Regions from separate parts of the Mus musculus genome. Here all the other regions are linked to region 1. The links are chromatin contacts, called in public Hi-C and promoter capture Hi-C maps. All regions are on one chromosome and are shown on one strand. The core of a region is the stretch at or near the end of the contact, and the rest is flanking DNA. Distances in the headings are between cores, read along the strand shown. Region 1 holds the start of Fastkd2 (FAST kinase domains 2). Region 2 overlaps Pikfyve (phosphoinositide kinase, FYVE type zinc finger containing). Region 3 overlaps Plekhm3 (pleckstrin homology domain containing, family M, member 3). Region 4 holds the start of Idh1 (isocitrate dehydrogenase 1 (NADP+), soluble). Region 5 holds the start of Plekhm3 (pleckstrin homology domain containing, family M, member 3).

What was found. Promoter capture Hi-C pulls out the DNA fragments that hold promoters and counts their contacts. A called contact is a pair of places that touch in the nucleus more often than the background predicts. Capture Hi-C pulls out chosen DNA fragments and counts their contacts.
Region 2: a Hi-C map of B cells shows a contact between it and region 1, with 6 read pairs. The contact joins the enhancer-like site here to the promoter of Fastkd2 in region 1. A contact is called at or near these places in 4 of 39 promoter capture datasets (the C10 cell line, the HPC-7 cell line, liver and 1 more), 1 of 484 Hi-C or Micro-C datasets (B cells), 1 of 115 datasets of contacts at active chromatin or transcription factors (pro-B cells) and 2 of 9 other capture datasets (adipose tissue and liver).
Region 3: a contact with region 1 is called in a promoter capture Hi-C map of pre-B cells, with 4 times the contacts expected there. The contact joins the enhancer-like site here to the promoter of Fastkd2 in region 1. A contact is called at or near these places in 8 of 39 promoter capture datasets (cranial neural crest, embryonic stem cells, frontonasal cranial neural crest and 4 more), 3 of 484 Hi-C or Micro-C datasets (B cells, cortical neurons and cumulus cells), 2 of 115 datasets of contacts at active chromatin or transcription factors (embryonic stem cells and pro-B cells) and 1 of 9 other capture datasets (macrophages).
Region 4: a contact with region 1 is called in a Hi-C map of B cells, with 13 read pairs. The contact joins the promoter of Idh1 here to the promoter of Fastkd2 in region 1. A contact is called at or near these places in 5 of 39 promoter capture datasets (embryonic stem cells, hippocampal neurons, liver and 2 more), 9 of 484 Hi-C or Micro-C datasets (B cells, CD4 T cells, CD8 T cells and 6 more), 7 of 115 datasets of contacts at active chromatin or transcription factors (the NIH/3T3 cell line, T-cell acute lymphoblastic leukemia, astrocytes and 3 more) and 2 of 9 other capture datasets (adipose tissue and liver).
Region 5: a promoter capture Hi-C map of adipose tissue shows a contact between it and region 1, with 5 times the contacts expected there. The contact joins the promoter of Plekhm3 here to the promoter of Fastkd2 in region 1. A contact is called at or near these places in 8 of 39 promoter capture datasets (the 3T3-L1 cell line, 3T3-L1-derived adipocytes, cranial neural crest and 5 more), 5 of 115 datasets of contacts at active chromatin or transcription factors (astrocytes, embryonic forebrain, fetal liver and 2 more) and 3 of 9 other capture datasets (adipose tissue, liver and macrophages).

Annotation. Positions count from the first base shown.
Region 1 is chr1:63,729,332-63,732,031 of GRCm38.p6, forward strand. It overlaps Fastkd2 (FAST kinase domains 2), which reads left to right and starts at 1,294. Exons shown (of 12, transcript NM_172422.3): 1 at 1,294-1,360; 2 at 2,069-2,700. The coding sequence starts at 2,156. Mdh1b (malate dehydrogenase 1B, NAD (soluble)) reads right to left here and starts at 987. Exons shown (of 11, transcript NM_029696.4): 1 at 940-987. The coding sequence starts at 961.
Region 2 is chr1:65,226,458-65,229,157 of GRCm38.p6, forward strand. All of the region lies in intron 12 of Pikfyve (phosphoinositide kinase, FYVE type zinc finger containing), which reads left to right. Among named protein-coding and RNA genes, the nearest start is that of Pikfyve, 41 kb to the left of the region's middle. Within about 2 kb of position 1,329, at least 21 of the 459 cell types and tissues checked have an H3K27ac peak or open chromatin away from gene starts, as enhancers often do. A contact at or near this core is called in B cells, where this site is marked.
Region 3 is chr1:64,917,511-64,920,210 of GRCm38.p6, forward strand. All of the region lies in intron 3 of Plekhm3 (pleckstrin homology domain containing, family M, member 3), which reads right to left. Among named protein-coding and RNA genes, the nearest start is that of Gm51628, 32 kb to the left of the region's middle. Within about 2 kb of position 1,426, at least 84 of the 459 cell types and tissues checked have an H3K27ac peak or open chromatin away from gene starts, as enhancers often do. A contact at or near this core is called in cortical neurons and hippocampal neurons, where this site is marked.
Region 4 is chr1:65,177,708-65,180,407 of GRCm38.p6, forward strand. Idh1 (isocitrate dehydrogenase 1 (NADP+), soluble) reads right to left here and starts at 1,435. Exons shown (of 9, transcript NM_010497.3): 1 at 1,283-1,435.
Region 5 is chr1:64,955,521-64,958,220 of GRCm38.p6, forward strand. Plekhm3 (pleckstrin homology domain containing, family M, member 3) reads right to left here and starts at 1,304. Exons shown (of 8, transcript NM_001039493.1): 1 at 1,175-1,304. Gm51627 (predicted gene, 51627) reads left to right here and starts at 1,059. Exons shown (of 3, transcript NR_165472.1): 1 at 1,059-1,307.

The DNA of each region.
Region 1 (2,700 bases), core at 44-2,543:
GCAAAAGATGTACTTCCAAAGGGATGGTAAATTCCAATTGTGTAATAAAGAAGTGATTGTGGCCAAAATAGTTTGTATAGGAAGGCCAAAGGAGAAGCCAGACTGAGTGGAAGGAAGGATAGAACAGTAGGGAGCTCTTTTAAGATACTTGGTGAAAGAAGTGGGAGTGGGTGGGTGGGGGACTTTTGGGATAGCATTAGAAATGTAAATGAAATAAATACCTAATAAAAAATAATAATAAAAAGGAAAAAAAAGATACTTGGTGAAAGAAGAGGAAGCAGATACAGTCAACAGCCTGTTCCAGTAAGTAGTGGTGTTGCTTCCAGCTGTCAAGATGGTCTACATTAAAAATGTAGACGAATTGACACTTTGACATTATTTTTACCTAAATTCGTTAAATTTTGTTCAAGATTTAGTACAAACTTTTGTTGTTGTTGTTGTTTAAACTAAATATCTAGTTTATATTTTGTAATTCTAACCCAGGCCCTGCGACATTCCCACATCCAGGTCCTCCATTAGACTACAGATCTTCTAGCTCTTTGCCTTTATCTGGAGGTTGGTTTCTTTAATAGCTTAGTTATTTCCTTCTCTCCATCCATTCCTTATGCTCCTTTTCCCGCCAACCCCGCCGAGGCCTGTGCAGTTGTCCATCATTACATTAGTCACAGCAGATCAGAGGAATTCCTTATACGTTTTGTACCCCTTATACGTTTTGTGGGAATTAAAACTGGCCAAGGGCAGAGGTGGGAATTTTCCCCAACGTGTCCCCATTGCTCATCTGACTTTGACACATTGCCACTGTGTATCAAGCGTCTTTAAATGAATGCCTAGAAAGCCTGAGATGATCCTTCTAAAGGATGGGGCTGAAGAACAGAAGCCAGTTAACAAGGCTGACCACCCATGGGAAGAGATCTGTGGGCTTACTAGAGAAGCACTCACCCGCGATCACAAATTTGGCCATGATTTCTAGCAAGACCTAGAAACTGGGACCGTGGCGTCACGGTTTCCTGGCAACCGCGGCGGGTACTAAAACTGGCGCAGGCGCGTTCAAAAGAGGCTGCACCGCCAGGGGCTAAAAGTTCAAAGTCACTATTTGAATGTTTTGAGTTTCCATAAACAACAATAGATGAACTTTATAAGCTCCGTGTTTTCCTAAGGCTCTCGCTTCTATCTTTTCATCAGAGAATAGAAACTATTCTTTCTGGAAGGTTTTCCTCCCTATTTGCACATGGCCTCCGCGGTCGCTGAGAACCGATGCTTTTTGACTTATAAAAGAATCCGTAATACGTCACCAGACGCGCCGCTTGAGGAGGAACTGTCATGGCTGCGCCTATGTGTAGTCACGGGGTTCTGTTCGAAGGTGAGTGGATGGCAAGCAGAAGCGGAATCGCGGGCCGGATCGTACTTGTCTTTTTACCTAGGGGAGAAAAGTTTGGGAAGTGGCCTGGGTCTTAAGTTTAGGGCAGTGCTGGGCGGCCCATTTGCGGAAAGACACCGACTCCGGTTCCGGGATCTTGATGAACCTGGCTGATTGTAGATTCTCAGGCGGGAAGGACATCGCTTTTTTTCTTTAATTCCGTCCCTAACCAAGACCGACCTGTCCGAGTACGTTTTCTTAACAGTTCGCTTTTGGCCAATGCAAGATGATCTGAAGTGTCCATCAATGATACAGTTTTCAGTGAAGGCCTCCAAAGTAGTGTTAACAAAGTTCTCCTTAGCCGATATTGAACACCTACACAAGACATTCTTATCTATCTTTCTGTCTGTCTTATCTATCTTTCTAGCTGTCTATTTCTATCTCTCAGTTTACCTACCTATCTATGCTACTTTATCCACATTTATTGATTGACTGATTGAAACTACTTTATCCACAACTGCTAAAGTGATTGACCTGGGTACTTTTACAAAGATGAAATAAACGTGGAGGAAGCATACCGAGGACATGTTCCATTTTAATATAAAACTCTAGCGGCTCGTCGGTGCCCATGCAAGCCCCTGTTAGATGCATTTCCCTTATTTAAGCAACAGTTTTTAACCATTATTTCTTTTATTTACCTATCCTCTACAGGACAGTCCACAGCATGTGCTCTTTTTTAGAAAGACGGCAACTTGCGTTGCATCTTGGGTATTTGAAAGTGTGCCAATAGATAGCAGAATGAATAGCAAAGCACGTTCCTTGTTATGGACCATCCGACGATTCAGTACGTTACTTCCAAGAAGCAGAGCTTTGAGGATAGATCCATTGGGAACTTGCAGACCAGAGGTTATTCATTCAAAATGGAACCCAAGAAACCATCGGCTAAATGTTTTTGATGAGGGATTGCAACCATCTGTTAGATACCTCTTTCAGGATATATTTATTTCTAAATCAGTAGATGGTTGTATTCAAACTAAAGGCATAAGCCATTCAGCCGTTTTTAAACCTGATAGGCTGCTTTGTCCTAGAAGACTGTCCTTTGATGCAAAACATTCTTTTGTCTCTGATGGGACATCTGATCATGATTTAAAGAAAATAAACTTTCATCATACCTCCAGTGAAGATGTGTTCACCAAGAAAGTAAGACCAACCCCTGTGAATTATAAAAAGCTAGCCCAGGAGTGTAACTCTCTGAGTGATGTGCTGGACACATTTTCAAAAGCACCTACATTTCCTGGTAGTAACTATTTCTTAGCAATGTGGATAATTGCCAAAAGGATATC
Region 2 (2,700 bases), core at 79-2,578, 1.5 Mb after region 1:
GAGTGTCAGAACCCCTGGAACTGGGGTTACATAGACAGTTATGAGCTACCATGTGGGTTTTGGGTTCCTTGGAAGCACAGCCAATGGTCTTAAACCCCGGAGTCATCTCTCTAGTCCCTTATTTTTTGGTTTTTTGGGATAGGGTTTCTCTGTGTAGCCCTTGGCTGTCTTGGAACTCACTCTGTCAACCAGGTTGGCCTTGAACTCAGAGAAATCTGCCTGCATCTGCCTTCCAAATCAAATGCAGGGATTAAAGGCATGCACCACTACTTCCCGATGATACACACCCACCCACCCACTCACCCCCCCCATATCTATATCTATAGCTATATCTATATCTATACCTATATCTATATCTATCTATCTATCTCTATCTATTTCTCTCTATATAAATGGCTTCTTGATAGGGCTTTGAAAAGTAACAAAATTATAAGAAGTTTAATGAGTAAAGTATACTATGATATTTAGAAAAGGATTTGTGGTGACTGGAAACCTGTGCTGCCTAACTAAAATAAGTCACTTTGAAATGAACCTAACCCCACCTTAATAAGAAGTTGTTTGGATAGAGGAGTAGCACACTTTGTTGATGTTAATAAAGCATTTGATTGTCATCATTAACTTTGTTGGCCAAGACAACAATGAAACATGTAAAAGAGGTAGTTGGAACCAGTGGTTCTGTGTATTGGTTGAAAGCATAGGCTGGGCTGGGCTGGGCTGGGAGATGGCTCAGCAGGTAAAGGTGCTTGACATACTGAGTTCCATCCCTGGGACCCACACGGCGAAAAACAAGAACCAACTCATGGAAGTTGCCTTCTGACTTACGGCATTGGCATACCCCCTGCCTACCAAATACGTAAATAAATAAACATGAAAAAAAATTAAGAGAGCTCAGGCTATGGAGCCTGAATTAGCTTTATAACAATTGGTTGCTTGTTTTTAATAGTTGTTAAAATTATCATTATCAATTTGATGCCACTAAGAAGAGAATATCCTAAGTTATCCTATAGGGCTCTGCTATAGTCAAGTTTGTTCAATACTTACTGGAGCACATTGATAATATGGGATAATGGGTTTCATTGTGGTTCTTCACATAGTCATAAATTATATTTGTATTAGTTATATGGAACAAAGTGATGCAATGACATAAAAGGAATGAGTCAGTAAAACCAGGTAACATCTGGCACCTTAGGAACCAACCTTTTTGTGTGTGTGTGACAAAAACATTCAAGATTTACTTTCCTGTAATTTTAAAATACCTACTATGCATTTTTAATTGCAGTCATCAGGCTGTAAAGTGCATCTCAGTTCCTCTACCTAACCGAACCTTCCTACCCTAGACCAACACTTCCCTATTCTCTCCACTTCTGCTGGCCTCTGACACCCAGGATTCTGCCCACTGTGAGCTTTTGTTTTTTTGAATGGAAATATGCAAAGCATAGTATATTTGTAACTGAAGGAGTTTAGCAGTGCTGTTATGAATGTTGACACAGAGTTGTGTAGCTTGCTTGAGTGATTGCGTAAAATACTAAAATGAGCAAGATTAGTTTGAGACCAGCTGGAAGAGGATGCTCTTAGGTTATGCTATAGAGCTTTGTATGGCTATAGTCAATTTGTTCAGCACTTTGTATATGTGTTGTGGGGCATATGCTTATAAGAGGTGTTTTCTCTCTCTCTCTCTCTCTCTCTCTCTCTCTCTCTCTCTCTCCCTCTCTCTCTCTCTCTCTCTCTCTCTCTCTCTGTGTGTGTGTGTGTGTGTATTACATGCATGTATGGAGGAGGACAAAGGTCAACACTGGGTATTTTCCTCATTTTTGCTCTTCACCTTATTTTTTTAAGAAAAGGTGAACCCAGAACTCACTGGTTTGGTTAGACTAGCTGGCCAGCAAGCCCCAGGGACCCTCCTGTTTCTACTTCCTTAGTGCTGGGATTACAGGCTTGTGTTGCTAAATTCACCCGTTATAGATGAGTACTTGCGATCTGGACTTAGGTTCTCATGCCTGGGTGGCAAGCACTTTGTGACACTTTAAATATTTATAAACATTTTTTATTTACTTTTAAAAATTGTATATTAGTGTTTTACCTGCATGTATTTATATATACCATGTGTATGTATGCTTGGGGCCTGTGGATGCCAGAAGAAGGCAGTGAATCCCCATGGACTAGAGTTATAGATGGTTGTAAGGCACTATATGGGTGCTGAGTATTGGACCCAGGTATTAAAATGTATTTTATGTTGCAAGCAAGATTCTGCAGTGTTTCTTATAACGTTAGTAGCAAGACTTTGAGACCTAGATGAAAGCCATGGCTCTGTGAGTCCTTTGAGTGGATTTTCCATGCATAGAAAACGTGATTAAGGAGCCAGTTAAATATCCCATGGAAAGAAACACTGGATCAGACCTAGCATGTAGGGCATTGCATCGGCCGTTTGCCTGTTTTCTTGAAAACTCCTTACCATGAAAAGACACTTGGAGATCTGCTTTACGTGGAAAGAGAATAAGGGGCATGGTAAGCAGATTCCATGTGGTGGGATCCAGTTTTCAGGAACATGTTTTTGAAAGATACTGCACAAGTAGATAAATTTGAATATGGATCAGTTCTGTACTTGTTACAGTATTGACTGCTTTCACAGCTGTGTAAATAATCAGGTGGCCATAGAGGCCCTTGTTTTAAAGCGATGCGTACTGATGTGCTACTTGCAAA
Region 3 (2,700 bases), core at 176-2,675, 1.2 Mb after region 1:
TTGAAACTATTGTACTCAATTGCTAGGTTTCTTAATTGCTGGAAACTTAACTGTGTGCCCCAAAACCAAGAAAACGATGTATCTGCTGAGTAGGTACACATGTCAAATTCCTAAAGAAAACAAGCATGTTTTAATCTAATGTACATGGCAGTTATGAAAACCAAATTTAGAAACACTTATGGCCATATACTAGATATTTTAATAAACTGAACAATCACCTTTTAAGCATTAATATTTTTAAATCACAGGTTCCTTATTGTCAAATACAATGCTGAATTCCAGCCTGTGTTTCACTAAAGAAGCACACCTCATTTTCTATCGTAGACGCTTTTGACAGAGGCCATAGAAAAGCATCCCCAAATAACACTTCTGCAGCACCTCGCCCAGCATGCATTGCTCTGCTCAAGAACTTTCTGTGACGTCATGGTCAAACATGAAGTTCATCTGCATTGAGTGCCTTTTTTATAGTCCAGAAATGATCTTCTACAGTCCTACCTGGCTCTACCTACCTCTGACGGCTCGGGGATCTGGAATGTGGCTGTCACATCTGTGAATCTGGTCGTGGCTGCTATTTGGCAGTTACCAATGTTATTATTTAATATCTAACATTCCTAGCTGCCTACAGTCTAATGAGGGAAGGGGTTACGTCCACATTTCTAACACTCTGACCTCAGGCACAGCCATGCACTTGGCAAGCAGAGAATAAGCAAACGAGCACAGGAATGGGTTCTCAGCCGTCAGGAGGTGGGACTGGAGAGCTCAGGGGTCCTCAGGAGACTGGCGTGAACATGGTTAGCTTTCTGGAGAGCTCAGGGGTACCCAGGAGACAGACTTGAACATGGTTAGGCTTCTGTAGCAAGGGCTTGCTAAGCAGCCACGGAGCTGGAAAGGAAGCTATGCAGCTAGCACACACAACTATCCTAAGTCTAAGCATGAGCCAAGAAATATGGAGTTATGGCTCCCCATATAGCTTCAAAACCATAACCTCAGGCATCCTGGTATGGTCATGCTCCATTTTCTCTGTAGGAACTGTTTAAAACTTAAGAGACCTAAGAAGTCTTCACTTAGAGAAAGAATTTAGTGAAACAGGACCAACGGTCCATATTTTATATATGTAAAAGCCAATATTTGTAGCTCCTCTAAATAGCAACCAAATGACAACAGAATTAAGAGCCTACTCAGTGCAACCTTATTCATCCAAAATATTTAATGGGGGAGGGACTAAGTAAACATTAAAAACTTAACAGTCTAAAGAGATACACTAAAGCCATGAAAGTCTGTGAATTTGCTTCTCAATGAGTGCATGAAGTCCAATGTGCTAAACTGACTGGCAGCCTGGAAGGCAGACATGCTAGTTCTCTAGCTGCTTTTCCACCCGGTCTGTGTCATCAGCACACAGTTACAAAAAGCAAAGCAAGTGATTTAAATCACCAATGCTGAGAGAAGCATGGATCCTTAAAAGGGCCATCTGCTATAGCAACCTCTTGGACGACTAACAGCCTCCCACTAATTTAAAAAACATTCAGGTTTGTATAACAAAGCTTTTTCTTTTCTTTTCTTTTTCTTTTTCTTTTGAGACTCTGCCCCCTACAGGACACACAGAATAATTCCCAACCTGAGGCAGAAAAACAATCTTCCTGGTTTAGCACTGGGAACGAAAATGCCTGCAAACCACATATGCTGTAAAGGGAGTGAACTGGTTTTACTCTTGAATGCAGTACACTGTACGTTACACACTTACAAGTTAGCGGTCTCTCTGAGTTAGAAACGCACCTGCACCCCATCGGACTGCCAAGCCGAAGCATGAAGCACCAGCTGCGCAAGCGAGCAACCCAATTCCACTTGTAACCCTGTGCTGAGCTCCCTGCTCTCCGTACTCAGCTACCCCCAACAGTCCAGATTTATCAAGCTCCAAATTTAGACAGCCAAGGGATGCGTCGTGTCACAGGGAACTGGGTGACAGACACTGCCAGAAAGGTCTGCTCTCACCCATTATGTAATACTTTCCCTCTTCTTCGCTTCCTTCTTCGGGCCTCGGCTCCTCGCTTTGCCTTTCCCTGTTTTTCTCTCTCCAAGCTTTAGTTGCACTGGGCCTGCTCTCCAACACTCCCTTTACTCAATGCAATGCAACATATGGGCAATGCATGCTCCTTCAGGAAGCAAACTGAGAGACAGGTGAGAAGTGTTAACTGAGTGGCAGCCTTCACAGCCCACGCAGGGCTTTCTTCATTCTCTTACTATACAGTCTCTTAAGGCAGAGACTCCAGTGACTAACTTGAGAACAAGGCTGGGCTAGTCTCCTATTTTCCAATTACAAGGAATTTATGGACTCTATCAGCAATCTAATGTCACACAAGTAAGTATATTATGAATTCAGGATGCCTATCCTGTAAGCAATTAGTAGAGTATTACTGAATGCCTGAATTCCAAAATATAATAATATAGGCACCAAAAAAACACTGAAATGCTAACAATTTCAAGAATAAGTAAAATAAATAAATGACAAATTAAACAAACCAAAACTACTAAAGGTAGTATTTTCTTATCAAAAACACTTCCAAAAGTAGTTAACTGGTTCAGCACAGGTCTGCTCTTGTCATATATACAGACACACACACATTACCTCCTATGGCTTCTATGCTGGCTCTCAACGTGTTTTTGTTTTCTGAGACAGGTTTTCATGATCAATCCTAGACTGGT
Region 4 (2,700 bases), core at 185-2,684, 1.4 Mb after region 1:
AGTTGCAAAACATGTGGGGACTCTAAGGAAGTAGTTGCAGTATATTGTCGAAAAATTCCTGCTTCTCTCTTTTCCCAGTGCCTACACTTGCACTAACGCCCAACTAACTATACAATGTGGTCACATTAAAGATATCAGATTAGAGGGCAAAATTGCTAATTCTTATCTTGATGGTGAACGGACTTGCAATTATAACAAGGCCTCTCAATTTTGATGACTTAAACAAGTGTCCTTTCAATTTATCTCCTAAAACAAAGCAAGATCCGGAACAGAAAGTCTTAACATACAAATACCCCTGCCAGGAGGATTTGTATTTAATATCAGCCTTACAGCCCAGTTTATCTGGTTTAAAGTACAGTGCTTGAGTGTATCCAGAGGGGCAAAGGGCAGGAGCCTTCCAAATAAAGGTCACAGGAGTACAAATATTGGTGCGCACACACGCTCACACCACAGGACGGTGAGTCCTAGAGTGAGCGCCCGGCTCTTTGGCTTTTTGCAGGTCTCGGGTTTGCTCGACCTCGGGTGACACTGAGACAGGAGATATCCATGTGGGCGTTGTGCAAGCTCTGCTAATGAAGCTGACTCGGTTCCTCCTTCCAGATCCCCACACCAGCCCCTCCTCTCAGCACTGCCAGGACCTTTTAAATACGAGGTCCACTGAGATGGCTGCATCTGGAATCGAGACCCCAGGGCGCCCCCAAGTGGCTAAGCAAACACTACAGACTGAAGCTGGAGGCTCCGCCTACCTTCATCCCCTCCCTCTCTTGCACTCTCATTAGCTCTTCTCCGACCACAAGGCAGGTCCCACCCCTGAACCTTGAAGGGAGTACACGCCTAAATTCCTGGCTTACACCCTTTCTGCAACCAGCTTTCCTGCCTAGTCCTTTTACACCCAACACTCAAGAGTTCTGTGCGTCCACCTCAAAGCTAAATTCTCCTCCGCGGGTGCCTTGCCACTTGTCACTGCTTGCAACGTCCTCGCCTCCCAAAGCGATCCCAACCTCGGAAGCGCCCTTCTATACAGATAGGCAAGCAGCACTCTGCTACTCCCATTTCCCTTCTCTACGCCCAAACTCTGGAAGCGTCCCTGAGTGCACCAGGGCCTTGCCACTGAGTTCATCTCTGCACAGCCAAGACCTGGGGTTTCTTCCTTTTTTCTCACTCCAGCTTTCAACGGAATAGTTTAATAGTAAGGGGCGGCGGCTGCCGCTCTAAGCCTTGGGGCACCTGTAGGGAGGGGAAGGAGCGCCCGCTTGCAGCCGGAGGCGCCCCAGCTACTCACCGGCTCACACCCGCGCGTACACACAAGCTGTAATAAGCCGGCCCCAGTTAGATCAGCATCTGCCACAACCTTCGCTCGGAAGCCCAGCGGCAGGGTCAAGGCTGTTTAACTCTTCCCGGCTTTGTCTCCTCCCAGGCCCCACCCCCTCAGCCCACCTCCCGAAGCCCCGCCCCCTCCACGACGCCATTCGCCGCCTCCGACTTTGTGGGGTGGGCCGAGGCATAGATTGAGATTAAGTCTGGGATGCAGCGGTCCGCTGTTCCCGGTGGGGGATGGGACTGCCACGCCGCGGAGATTCCTCGGGAACACCCTGCAGTTGAGGAGCGAGGACGCCACCTACTGACAGGCTATCGGAAGCGCCGAGACCGAGTGTTCTGGGCTCCGCAACAATCTAGGAATCCCAGCGTTGAGTATCCAGGTTCTCTGCAAAAGGTACAAAAGAGGGAGCCCTCCCTAGACTGGATCCCTTCCTGGAGTCTCCGGATGCCTCTTAGAGCTGGACTGTGCCCTTTGAAGAATGTGCATTTGAGGTTTCTTAAAGGCGTGTGAGGACTACAGATTCTACCTTAATGCAAAAGCTAAAACAGAGCGCATTTTCCATTTCAAAATCAAGAACAAACAATACCCTACACACAAATACATATATGAGTAAAACCATTCATATTCTCATGCTGAGGCTTTTACAGAGCTTCACCATTCCACCCCAATAATTCCCTCCACTACCAATGATCCGTATTCCCAACTGTTGCTGTTTATAAATAAGCTTCACTCACCATTTGTCATGGAAGACAGTGAGGTTTATTTTCTGGGTTGCGATGAAGCTGCACTAGAGATACACGATATAAATCTTAGAATTCTAAGAATGGGTTAAACGTATTCCAATCTTTCCAGAGATTTTTCTGTCTGTATTCCTTAGTCTTGAAAAGGAGAACATTATGACTTGTAGGACAATAGGTCATCCTTGATTGGTCAAGATTCAACGCTTCATGGACTTTTAAAACAACCAGCATTGTGTTGAAAAGTTATGAATTCACGGCAGTTAGTAAGATTCATTTTGGACGCTAGAGGGCGCTATGTGGAAAAGGACTCATACGTGGTGTCAGCTGTTAATGTTGATTAACTGGGTATTAGCTGTGACCTCCGTTTATTCCTATAAAATGATTAGAGAGTGTGTGAGTTTATACTTTCACCTCTAATCTCACTTTAAATCACTTTAAAAAACGTTACTTACTACCATCAGGCACATATTGTTTATATTACTAAAAGTAAGTATTCATAGCCATTCTTGTTCCAGAAAGCATTTTAGAATAAATTCAAGAAACGAAGAATAAAACACAATAAGAAGTATTGACTATAGGTGATGGCAAAAGTAAGAAGAATGCATAGGAATACAGAGCCATGGTGAATTTAAATATAAG
Region 5 (2,700 bases), core at 54-2,553, 1.2 Mb after region 1:
TCTTTGATGAGGTGGCTATTATTCCCATTCTACAGATTAGGAAACAGCTAAATTGAGTAAACTTTCCAGGATGACGAAATGAGAAAGTGACCAAACAAGAATTTAAGCTGAAGTAAGCTTTCAGGATCTTGCCAGAACAATAGCATTGTTAAAGTACTTACTATAAAGACAAACACACAAGTTATTGATGTTATTTCTTGGTACATGACATTTACACACTTCGTGTCAATTTAACCTAATACTTGACTCCTAGTGAAGTTAGATTATGTTACCAAGGTAACACATGTATATTGACCTTTTAAAGACCTCATTTTTGCTATGGTATTTCTTTAAGTAAATGAAATAAAAACTACTTGGTGTTTTAAGCAACCACTTATAACGTGTACTATTCTATAATGCTGTATAAGTACAAGTCACAATTTATTATGATTTGTTGAAAATATTTTACAGGAAAAACCCAGAAGTTTCTTTCTAGTTCCATGGATCAAAGAAAAAAAGGGGAGGAACTAAATAACATTTACAATAATATATCTCAATCTTTTTAACCTGTAAAGGCGCCTTGCTTTGCAAACTATACATATAAGCCCAGCCTCTATTTGTCTTCTGAAATCAGAATTTTTTTTCCAGCTTAAGGGCCTGAGGACTCCTTATCTTGTTTTGTTTGTTTTGTTTTTGTTTTCTAGCTTAATAAGCTTTTCATACAAGACCAATCTATCATTAGTCCTGTACTGTCATTTACTATACATTCAAAATGGGCTCAGTCAATAGAAAGAACAAACGTAGCGTTTCTCTGGGGCTAAAAGCTCTACTGGGGTTTGGTTTCTATGATCGCTGGGGAGGGGTTACTAAAAACAACGCAGAAACAGGATCACCTTATTCAACTACTTTCTAATTTGCGTTACTTGATTCACAAAAAATAAACACCAGGTCATGTCTTCCTCCTCACTTAGCCACCCACAAATGAAGTGCTATCCCCAGCGCGAAATACAACAGAAAGCGGTGCGTGGGAAGAACCCCGGCGACCCCGGGGAGCTCCGGGGATGCGTCATCCCGTCCCCCTCCCCGCCCAAGGCCGCCGTGAGGAGGATGCTCACCGCGGCTCTGGTCCCTTCTCCCCTGCGGCCTGCAGCCGACCCCCGGCAGGACCCCGACCCGGGCAGCCCGCCCTCCTCACCGCCAGCGACTGCGCTCCAGCTGCCGACCATCCCGGCCCGGCTCTGTTTACAAGCGGCTTCTCGCGGTCCCACGCCCAAAAGCTTCCCCGCGGCAGCCCGGCAACAGGATCCGATTACACAGAGTTCCAGCCGGTGAGGACCGGTCCCTCCTACGGGAGGAGCAGGCGGTCGGGCGGGGCCTGACCTCCTTATCTTATTGTTTGCTTTACAGCCTTTATCCCAGGCTTGGTCCCTTCCACGTTCTTCCCAAGACCGAGGATGTTTGCAGTTAAAACTGTCACTTGGAACCTACCAGGGCAGGGCCAGCTAGCAGCAGTTGCTAAGAATAAGAGAATTTCTCAGAAATAATGCTTTCCAAACATAGGAATGAACTGCTTGTCATCTTTGGATAGGTGCACGAACTGCTTTTCATCTTTAGTTAGGTTCACGGTTTTAAAGGATGTGGTTGAGGGGAAATGTCTCTAACCTGGCTGTGGATTCCTAGTCTAGCAGCTAGGGCTTAGGGAAGGGCAAGAAGTCACCTCTCCTGAGGTCTGCTGGTAACCAGCCACTTTGCAAAGACGTGCAGTTCCGGTTGGATGAATCTTCCTTTCAGTTTTCAGTCTTAATTTGCCATCACAGCATACTTCTTAGTCGGTTTTTTTTTTTTTTTTTTTTTTCAATTAAGCTTAGTAAGAGAGGGGCGGGGGCGGGGTAGCACACACTTTTAATCCCAGCACTGGCACTGAGGAGGCACAGGCAAGTGAACCTGTGTGAGTTTGAAGCCAACCTGGTCTACACAGAGAGTTCCGGGCCAACCAGAGCTACAGGCTTTGTCTCAAAAGCAAAAGCAAGCCAAGCAGTGGTGTCACAAACCTTTAATCCCAGCACTCAGGAGGCAGAAGCAGGTGGATCTCTGTGAGTCTGAGCCCCTCCACCCTTGTCTACAGAGTGAGTTCCAAAACAAAACAACAACAAAAGCAAACAAAGCACAAACAAACGCGTGTAAGTCAATGACCAGTATCCATATTCTGTTTAAAAATGGAGAGAATTAGGACTCAACAGGATATATAATATTTTTTTTGAAAGTCAAATCTTTAAAAAGTACAGAATCAAATTGTGATTGGTTGAATAGATTTGGCTCCCATAGACTCATGTTTCAATGCTTGGCCATAAGGAATGGCACTATCAGAGGTGTGACCTTATTGGAGTAGGTACATTCTTGTTGGAGGAAGTGACTGCTACTTAAGCCGGCTTTGAGATTGCTGTATACTAAGGTATAGGTATATTAAGCTCTGCCCAGTATGGAATCAGAGCCTCCTCCCAGCTGCCTGAAGTAGACTGTCTCCTTCTGGTTGTCTTGGCATCTAGATGTCGAACTCTTGGGTCTTCCAGCACTTGCCTGTACACTGCAAAGTTCCTGCCATAATAATAATGGACTGAACTTTTGAAGCTGTTAAGCCAGCCCCCAATTAAATGTTTGTCTTTATGAGAGTTGCCTTGGGCCGGGCGTGGTGGCACACACCTTTAATCCCAGTACTTGGGA